Regions from separate parts of the Sus scrofa genome. Here region 2 is linked to region 1. Evidence: chromatin contacts called from public HiChIP or PLAC-seq data. All regions are on one chromosome and are shown on one strand. The core of a region is the stretch at or near the end of the contact, and the rest is flanking DNA. Distances in the headings are between cores, read along the strand shown. Region 1 overlaps FAM129A (protein Niban-like). Region 2 overlaps RNF2 (E3 ubiquitin-protein ligase RING2).

What was found. HiChIP or PLAC-seq counts read pairs in DNA pulled down with a chosen protein or histone mark.
Region 2: a contact with region 1 is called in an H3K27ac HiChIP or PLAC-seq map of alveolar macrophages. The contact joins two enhancer-like sites. A contact is called at or near these places in 1 of 47 Hi-C or Micro-C datasets (embryonic fibroblasts) and 1 of 2 datasets of contacts at active chromatin or transcription factors (alveolar macrophages).

Annotation. Positions count from the first base shown.
Region 1 is chr9:126,051,568-126,056,116 of Sscrofa11.1, forward strand. All of the region lies in intron 5 of FAM129A (protein Niban-like), which reads right to left. Among named protein-coding and RNA genes, the nearest start is that of EDEM3, 71 kb to the left of the region's middle. Within about 2 kb of position 2,649, at least 10 of the 83 cell types and tissues checked have an H3K27ac peak or open chromatin away from gene starts, as enhancers often do. A contact at or near this core is called in alveolar macrophages, where this site is marked.
Region 2 is chr9:126,262,819-126,267,367 of Sscrofa11.1, forward strand. All of the region lies in intron 1 of RNF2 (E3 ubiquitin-protein ligase RING2), which reads left to right. Among named protein-coding and RNA genes, the nearest start is that of SWT1, 82 kb to the right of the region's middle. Within about 2 kb of position 1,958, at least 5 of the 83 cell types and tissues checked have an H3K27ac peak or open chromatin away from gene starts, as enhancers often do. A contact at or near this core is called in alveolar macrophages, where this site is marked.

The DNA of each region.
Region 1 (4,549 bases), core at 1,399-3,898:
CCTGCAGAAAGTAATCAATGTGGCTATTAGAAAATATTGAAATACATATGTTGTTTTCATTACATAGTCTATTGGCTAGCGCAGATCTAAGTTTCTTAGCCCTCCCCTTCCCCGTTTCATTAATCTGAATAATAGTTCAGTTTATGGTTATTTCCACTGGGTTCACCACCTGGGTATTTAATAACTTAAGCCAACAAAATAGTGAAAAACCTCAAGTTTGTCATTTCATGATCTGACAAAATTTCAGTAAAAATGATTTGTTAAATCATTATCTTAGACAAGTCATATGAGGTTGGTCTCTAAAATATCCTTTTTGGGAACCCTCCTACACTATTGGTGGAAATGCGAATTGGTGCAGCCACTATGGAAAATAGAATGGAAGTTCCTCAAAAAAACTAAAAATACAGTTTTTTCATATGCCGTATGATTCAGGAATCCCATTTCTGGGCATATATTCAGACAAAACTATAATTTGAAAAGACACATGCACCCCTGTGTTCATACCAGCACTATCCACAATAGCTAAGACATAAAAACAACCTAAAAGTCCATCAACAGATGAATGGATAAAGAAGATGTGGTATATATACACAATGGAATAGTACTCAGTCATAAAAAAGAATGAAATAATGCCATTTGAACCAACATGGATGGACCTAGAGATTCTCATACTAATTGAGGCCAGTCAGAAAGAAAAAGTCAAATACCATATGAGATCACTTATATGTGGAATCTAAAATATGACACAAATGAACATATCTATGAAACAGACTCACAGACATAGAGAATAGACTTGTGGTTGTCAAGGGGGAGAGAAGGAGGGGGAGAGAAGGATTGGTAGCCTGGGATTAGTAGATGCAAATTATAATATATAGGATAGACAACAAAGTCCTACTGTATAGCACAGGGAACTCTACTCAATATCCTGTGATAAGCCATAATAGAAAAGAATATGAAAAGCAATATATATTTGTATAATTGAACCACTCTGCTGCATAGAAGAAATCAGCACAACAGCGTAAATCAATGATACTTCAATAAAATTTTTTTTAAAGACTAAAAGGATGTAGGAAGAGAGAAAAATTTTTTTTCTTGAAAAAGTAGAATCTGCCTGATATCTCGTAATAGAACAACAAAAGCACTGTGATTTACAAAATTGTCTACTTCTCCAGGAACACCATCATTTTGGTTTGGGTGTTTGTGTCTAAACTATAAAATCATTAAAAGACTCTATCTCAGCCAGAAATTTCTCTTTTATAAAATGCTAAAGAAGAAAACACATTACATCCTTTGTCCAAATGAGAACTACCAATTGAGACATAGATCCAGCTCTTAATTATCTCTGTTGACTAAGGAAAGCGACGACGATGATAATTTCTGAGCCTGTTTGCTTCTGTACGAGGTGTGTATTTACATTTGAATTCAGATGAGCCTAATGTCGCAGTGATTCACCTTCTATGAGAGAACAAAGCTGCCTGATGGGGAATTAACTCGTGCTCTGCTCCCGCTCCTTCCTGACTTCATGCGGTGGACATCTCAGACCAAAGCTGGTTAAAACCGCTCCTTTCTCTTTCCTTCCTTTGTTCCTTATCCAGCCCCATCAAACCCACACACGCACTCGCATGTACACACACTCAAATACACACACACAGGAACAGATCTTTCCTTGGGCTGCAGAAAGTAACCAATACTGGTTTTAAAGACCTCCCGCAGGGTAATAGAAGGGAAAGTGGTAGGGCAGAGACTCTAGACCAGCGCTAATCAGGGGAAATGTAATGAAAGCCACATATGCTAGTTTAAATTTTATACTAGCCACATCATAAAAGTAAAAAGAAAGTTAATTTTAATAAAAGTAATATATATGTGTAGATTTAAAAAAAAATTTTTGTGTGTGTGTGTGTGTGTGACTGCCTGCAGCATGCCAAAGTTCCTGGGTCAAGGATTGAACCCAAGCCATAGCAGTGACAATGCCAAGTCTTTAACCACTAGACTACCAGGAAACTCCAAGAATAAATTTTATCTAAATCAATATATCTAAAATATGTAAGCAATAGAAAAATTATTAATGAGGTAGTTTTACATTCTTTTTTTTTTTTTGGACTCTTTTTGAAATCTGGTGTGTATTTTATACTTTCAGCACATTTCATTTCAAACTATCTACATTTCGAATGATCAGAAACCATATGTGGCTAGTGGCTACCACATTAGACTGCATAGCTCTAAATGTCCATGGTTTAAATTACACTATTTATCTGAGCGGTGACAGAGGTAGGAGGCAATAAAAGAGAGCATGCCCCTGCACATGTGAACCCAATTCAAGCAATGTCATTACAAAGAAGATGTATTCAGATCTTTCCTACTTTAGGTCAATCAAGAAGGAAAAAATCTGACTATCTCTAATTCATCATTACACACACAACACAGTTCATCCACTAGAACAATCCTCGGATCACAACAATGCACAAAAATAAGAAATAGGATGACTTGCAACAAGTTTCTATATGGATTAAGGCTAGAGTTGAAGACCTTTGACAATTATATCTCACTCATAAACCCTGCCCTATGGGCAGTGAGGAATCCTTGTGGCTTTAACTTGGAGGGCTCTCTAACAACAAGGCGGTATCATAATAGTCCTGCTTAGAGTGGCTAACCACTAACGGACATATTAGATGAGATCATTTCCAAACAGGATACAGCCTTACAACAATCTGCTATATTTATAGCAGAAAATTGTTCACCCCTCTCTTATGCGCTCCCCCAAATTAAAAACAGCTAAAACGCTTGATGGATGGAGGTGCCTCCTGTTCCTACTGTAAACAATTGCAGTGGTTGCTTTAGACTTGAATTAGGTGATGTAATTAACTCATTCCATGGAACTCTTTGCAAGAATTGGCCCAATGATCTCATTCCCTTATGATAAAACAGAGAAAGAGGAAATGAAAAGAAAAACCTCAATTCCTGTATTGTAAGTTTCAGAGCTTCTGAATGCATGTAGTGGAGAGGGGGAAGGGAGGACACTTGCATATATTTTTTACGTTGATGTGTTAGAGTTAGAGGTTATAAATAAATACCTATTCGGTGTTCACAGTTCTTAATGGTATTTTTACCACTAAAGAAGACATGATGAAATCGTAACTAGAATAGGCTTTTAATCTCTAGTTAATTTCTCTACTAGGAGGGCAGTATTTATTTATTTAATAACTGAAACATCATATAAATTATTCCAGACCTATGATCATTATTGATAAGACTAAAGGCTAATATTTATTAGGTAGCACACTTGATGGGTGGATTTACAATCAAAACTCACCCCGTTCAGGTCATTCAGAAGACATTCCCTCAGTCTTTCCGTACATCACATTTTAGAGTTCTCATCCTCAGAGAGTTCTCCCTCATGGGTGACCTACATTTCTCAGGTTACAACTGAGAACATTTCTACAAGTAGCATTTTTTGTTGTTGTTGTTTGTCCATCTGTTTTCTTTAAGCATCTTCGGTGGAGTTAGAAATACCATTGGAAAGTCGTTATTGTGTCTTCTCAGACCTTTTCTTTCAAGCTGTGTAATACAAGTATCTCTAATTTTCCTTAACAGTTTTTATTTTCCAGCACCATACCTAATTTTTGAATCTCCTTTGATGGCACTCTGCAACTCCACATTTCTTAAGTTTTAGGCTGTGTGTAGTTTCCCCTGTTTAATTGTGTGCACATGTAGTATAACCTTATTTTAGACTGCCCTCACCCCCTGGCTTCCAGCAGTCTTGAATCCTCTTAATCTACTCTATTATTTTCCCATAGCACTTATTACCTTTTATCATGTTATATAATTTGCTTATTTATTATGTTTATGGTTTATTTGCTGTCTCCACCATTGGTCCCTAACTAGAATATAAGTGTCATAAGAATAGGAATCTTTGTTTTGTTCATTGCTGTATCTGGAGTACCTAGAATAGTGCAAGAATATGTGCTTGGCATATTGTATATGCTCAGTAAATATTTGTCTAGTAAATGAATGTGGACCTGATCAATGTAAATTCATACAGTTTCTGATTAAATTAATGTGTAAGTATTCATCTAGAGCCATCTTCCTAGCGGACTGGTAAGTATATAAGGCAAGACACAATTAAATGTCTAAATTTAAAATAAATGTTTATTTCATTACATTATTGAAGAAAACTGGGTTATACTGGCAGAATTCATTCTTTAAAAGTTTGTTACTCTCCAGTAGTAGGCATTGGGAGTACTAATTATTTCTGGTTTATTCCCCTATCTTTCTAATTACGAATACTGAGTCCACAAATCTAGAATATTCAGAGATATGCTCAATGACTTCTCAATTTAAATATAAGTATCAAATATTAAATCTATTTTAGGCTCCTGACTAACCTCTCTACATGTTTTATAAGTTAGAGCTCAGTATTTTAGGTTAAAAAATATTTTGCCTACATGCTATTTGGAGGAAAACATACCCACTTCCATTTTTTTAAACAGCAATTCTATTGATATGGGTTTATTCTTGATCCCCACTTTATCCCCAATGCTTATTATGGTTC
Region 2 (4,549 bases), core at 708-3,207, 210 kb after region 1:
AAGCTCTGATTTCTTTTTGGTTCTTTCTTAGGATTTCACTCTTTCTGCTCACACTCTCATCTGTTCTTATATGCCGTTTACTTTATCCATTAGCTCCCTTAACATATTATTCATGGTTGTTTTAAATTACCAGTCTTATGATTCCAATATCCCTGCCATGTCTGATTCTGATACTTGCTTTGTCTCTCAAATTGTGCTTTTGCCTTTTGGTATGCCTTGTAATTTTTTCTAGATAGCCTGACATGATGTACTAGGTAAAAGGAACTGCTGCAGAAAGGCTTTTAATGATGTGGCAGTGAGGTGTATGGGGGGAGGGGAAGGATTATGTAGTCCAGTAATTGGTCTCAGAGCCTATACCTCTGGGCTCTGAACTTCACAAGTGGTTCTTAGATTTTTCTAACCCCCTTTATGTGGGACAGAATGATCAGAGTTGGGTATTCCCTTACCCAAGTCACTTAGGTTCTCATAATATCCTAGAAGGTTAGGTTTTGGTTAACTTGTTTTCCCTGAGGGCAGGCCTTGTTAAAAGGACTGGAGTGCTCTGGCATATTTAAAACTGGTTCCTTTCCCCTCCCTCTGCTGAGTGTAGGAGGGGATTTTTCTCTGTTAATTATGCTGGGAATCTGGTTGGGCGATTGGAGGTAGATTTCACAATACTGCGGGGGCTACCCTGTGACTGGGTCTGCCTGGAGTTTTTAATTCTCAGATTTATCCACATTGAGCCACCTTCAACAAATTTGCAGTTGTAATTTCAGAGTTTCCTACCTGACACTGGTTCCTGCTGAGGTTTTTGCTCCTGAGTCTGCTCTGGTATATTGAGATTCCCTGTATTCTGTCTCTCCAATCTTGCGGCAGTGGTTTGCCTTGTGTACCCCCCTTTTATGTGGATCCCAGAAGAGTTATTTTTTTGGTCTGTTCAGCTTTTTACTTGTTAGGGCAGAGTGGTAACTTACATGCAGAACTGGAAATGAAAGTCTAACCTTTTTCTTGTTTTAGAAAAGATAAACTTCCTAAATCTTTTTGTGTAGAATGAATAGGAGTTTTCGTCTCTTTTGCCTGCTGTATCCTTTGCTTTATGGGTGATCGCTTACTGAGGAATGTTGTATTGAAAAAGCGTTTGAAACCACATTGAGCCTCTGCAGAGGAACTTGGTGATCTCCCATGTGTGATGATGCGGGAAGTCAGCGTGAATGCCAGGTGTTTGTGGTTCCTAAAAGAGCATTCTGAATATCATGTTGATAGTTCCCCTTCAGTTATTGAAGCTGTGAGCTTTGAAAATCTACCTATGGCAAGATCTTTCCTCAAGATTTATTTTTGTTTCTGACACTGCTATTAAAGTTACTTTGTCCAAATTGTAGTGCTAATAACATCCTCTCCACACATTTGAGTGCCTCTTTTGTACAAGAACTATTTCTGTTTTGTTGGGTATCTCTTTTATTCAGAAGTATAATTTAGGTGTTAAAAACTAGGGCTTGGACTACAGGTAGACCTAGATCTTCTTTCTCTTGTGCTGCAAGTATCTTCAGGCAGTAGTCAACTGGGAAGCACATTTCTGTTGCTGGAAAGAATCCCTAAAATTGTTTTGACACCTCATTTACCACCTTTGTTTAGAGTTTTGGCTCTACTCTCCGGCCCTTCAGGTTATAATTAATACCTGTGTATTAGTAGTATGAGTACGTAGATGACTCTCAAATACTAGTCATCAAAATCAAAATTCATTCCCATCTGAAAAAAAGGTAAATGTCCTTCACATTCTTGGTTTGGGCAAAAATGAGGTACAGGTAGAAATACAGTTTCTCACTAAATCGAAGAAGGGAAAATGTTTTTTTGATTTGAGGGAAGGGTAGAATTTAGGTTAAATGTCAGTAAAACAATGTGTTGACCTAAAGCAAAGAGGAACTAATTCTGGAGAGCTTATCTGTTCAGTAACTGCCAAAAGTGGCAATTTGAGCTTCTTAAATACATGCAGATCATGTGCTTTAGGCCAAAGTAGACATTACAGATTTCTCTGTATATGTGGATTGTGTCTTGAGACAAAAACAAACCAAAAAAATGGAATTTTTCATTCTTAGATCTCCTTTTGACCCTCCTGGTCAAGGTCACAGGAGAGGTCACTAAATATTGTTCATATCTACCTACACCGCTGAAATGTTCTCAAAAATCGAGGTCACCAAGGTTTTGGTGATCAGCAAGATTGTATCATTTTTTTTTTTTTTTTGATCTCAGTATATTATCTGGTAAGATAGCATCCATGCAGTAGCATATATCTTATCTAGTTACTAGGGAACATGTGATTGGCTGCAATACAGATTTAAACAGTGAGACTGGAAAACTTTTAAGAATCATGTAGATCTGGGGAGTTCCCATTGTGGTGCAGAGGAAACGGATTCAATTAGGAACCATGAGTTTGCGGGTTCGATTCCTGGGTTTTAAGGATCTGGCATTGCTGTGAGCTGTGGTGTAGGTTGCAGACGTGGCCCAGATCCTGCATTGCTCTGGCTGTGGCTTAGGCCGGCAGCTCTAGCTCCAATTGGACCCCTAGCCTGGGAATTTCCACATGCCATGAGTGTGGCCCTAAAAAGCAAAGAAAAAAAAAAAAGAAGGAGAATCATGTAGATCTTAGTGTTGCAGATGATACCATGAAATTCTGGAACTACAACTAAGTTGCAAATTTCTTCCTGAATCTGAGTTTCCACAGGTATACAACTATCCAAAGCAGGTATAATTTGGTTATATCCAGGATAACTTTATCTCTAGAAAATTCTAGGAGAATTTTTTGAAAGTTCTTATTAATTTGCTGAGAAAGCTTTCTCGAGACAGGTGAAAGGAGTGTTCTGTTTATAGCTGACCCCAGAGTAATAGTGGTAGGTTGGGACGTGGGTTAGGATTTGGAATTCTTAGAAATTCCTCCTATCCAAGTAGTTTTAATTCTCTGATGGAGTCAATATGTGTTATGTAGGATTTATGGTAGAAGTAGTGGCACTTGTATCTTCAGGAAGCTGTAGATGGAAAGCTGACCATCTGTATTTAAAGGTAGTTCACTTTTTTTTTTTGGTCTTTCTGCCTTTTCTAGGGCCGCTTCCCGTGGCATATGGAGGTTCCCAAGCTAGGGGTCGAATTGGAGCTGTAACTGCCGGCCTATGCCAGAGCCACAGCAACGCGCGATCCGAGCCAGGTCTGCGACCTTCACCACAGCTCACGGCAACGCCGGATCCTTAACCCACTGAGCAAGGGCAGGGATCGAACCCGCAACCTCATGGTTCCTAGTTGGATTCGTTAACCACTGAGCCATGACGGGAAGTCCAAAAGGTAGTTCACCTTGAACTCAACAATAGGAAGTCTCAGAGCATTCTCAGAGCAGCATCATTTGTAGGTTTGGGACCATGTTCACACACACACACCCCTTTATTTGCTAATATGGAGCAGTGCCTTTTCTGATATTTTTATGGTTGTTCAAGGCCATATCTTTACGAATAGGTTCTTGAAGCTTAGATGCTGAAGGATCTTTTGATTTTGTTTTTTTATCTGAAGGGGTGTATGTTTGTTTTAGTTGTAGTTTGTCATTTTTCTAAAGCTCTTCTAACATTTTCAGCACTGTTTTGGAAAATATCCAGATTTGCAGTTTTCCATATTCCTTTTTTTAAAATCCTGTATTTTAGATTTTATGCTATTAAGAAGAAGAGGGGGCAGATTCTTTTTACATTGCCTTTAGGGTATTGAATGCCTTGAAGCCAGTTTCTTATGTCTCCAAATATTGTTCAGTTTCTTGTTTATAGCCTTGAATTTTAGTCTAGCTTTTAAAGGAAAGAAATCAGAGAAGGCCTTACGTATCACTCTCCTTTTCTTGCTTTCTCTAGTCCCTGTTGAATGTTTTGCAAAGGGTTTTTTTTTTTTGTTTGTTTTATTTCTTTTTTAGCAACCGTTTTTCAATCACGTTTATACATCTGAGAGGTTACAAGTAAATGGATTCATTAGTATAAGCCTGGGATTCCTAGACAATTAGTGTCTAACAGAATGTGAAATTCAGTAGGAACCATTAGTCTGTCTGCCTTACAGTTTTAGAAGGTCTTTTATTATAACTCTTAGCCCTAAACCTTACCTTAATTTAGTTTCCATTGGTTTACCTACTATCGCAGCAGTCTTAAGTGGGTATGGATCATTGGTTGTTTTCTTAGGAAAGACCGTGATTGAGGAAAGTATCCTCACTTGGGGTTTTAGGGGAAGCAATAGAGAGGAAAATAGGAAATATAGGTGATGCTAAAACATGATAGTTTTAGATGCATAAAGAGGGCAGTTTTCAGATAATCTGAGTGCTTTCTTTACTTTGGTTTTTGTTTAGAGAATCTTTAAAGGGATGCTATTTTGAAGTCCAAATTTTCATTTCGAGGCCTCAGCGTACTAGTCAAAAAGGCTGGCCATTGTTTATTGGTACCTTTCCTCTTTTCTTTTCTGAATCTTCTTTTAGTTGTATTTATCTTTGACATGTCCAAAGTTACCAATAATAGCTGAGGTAATTCTAAATCATCCTTGAAGAAATTGTGCCATCTAG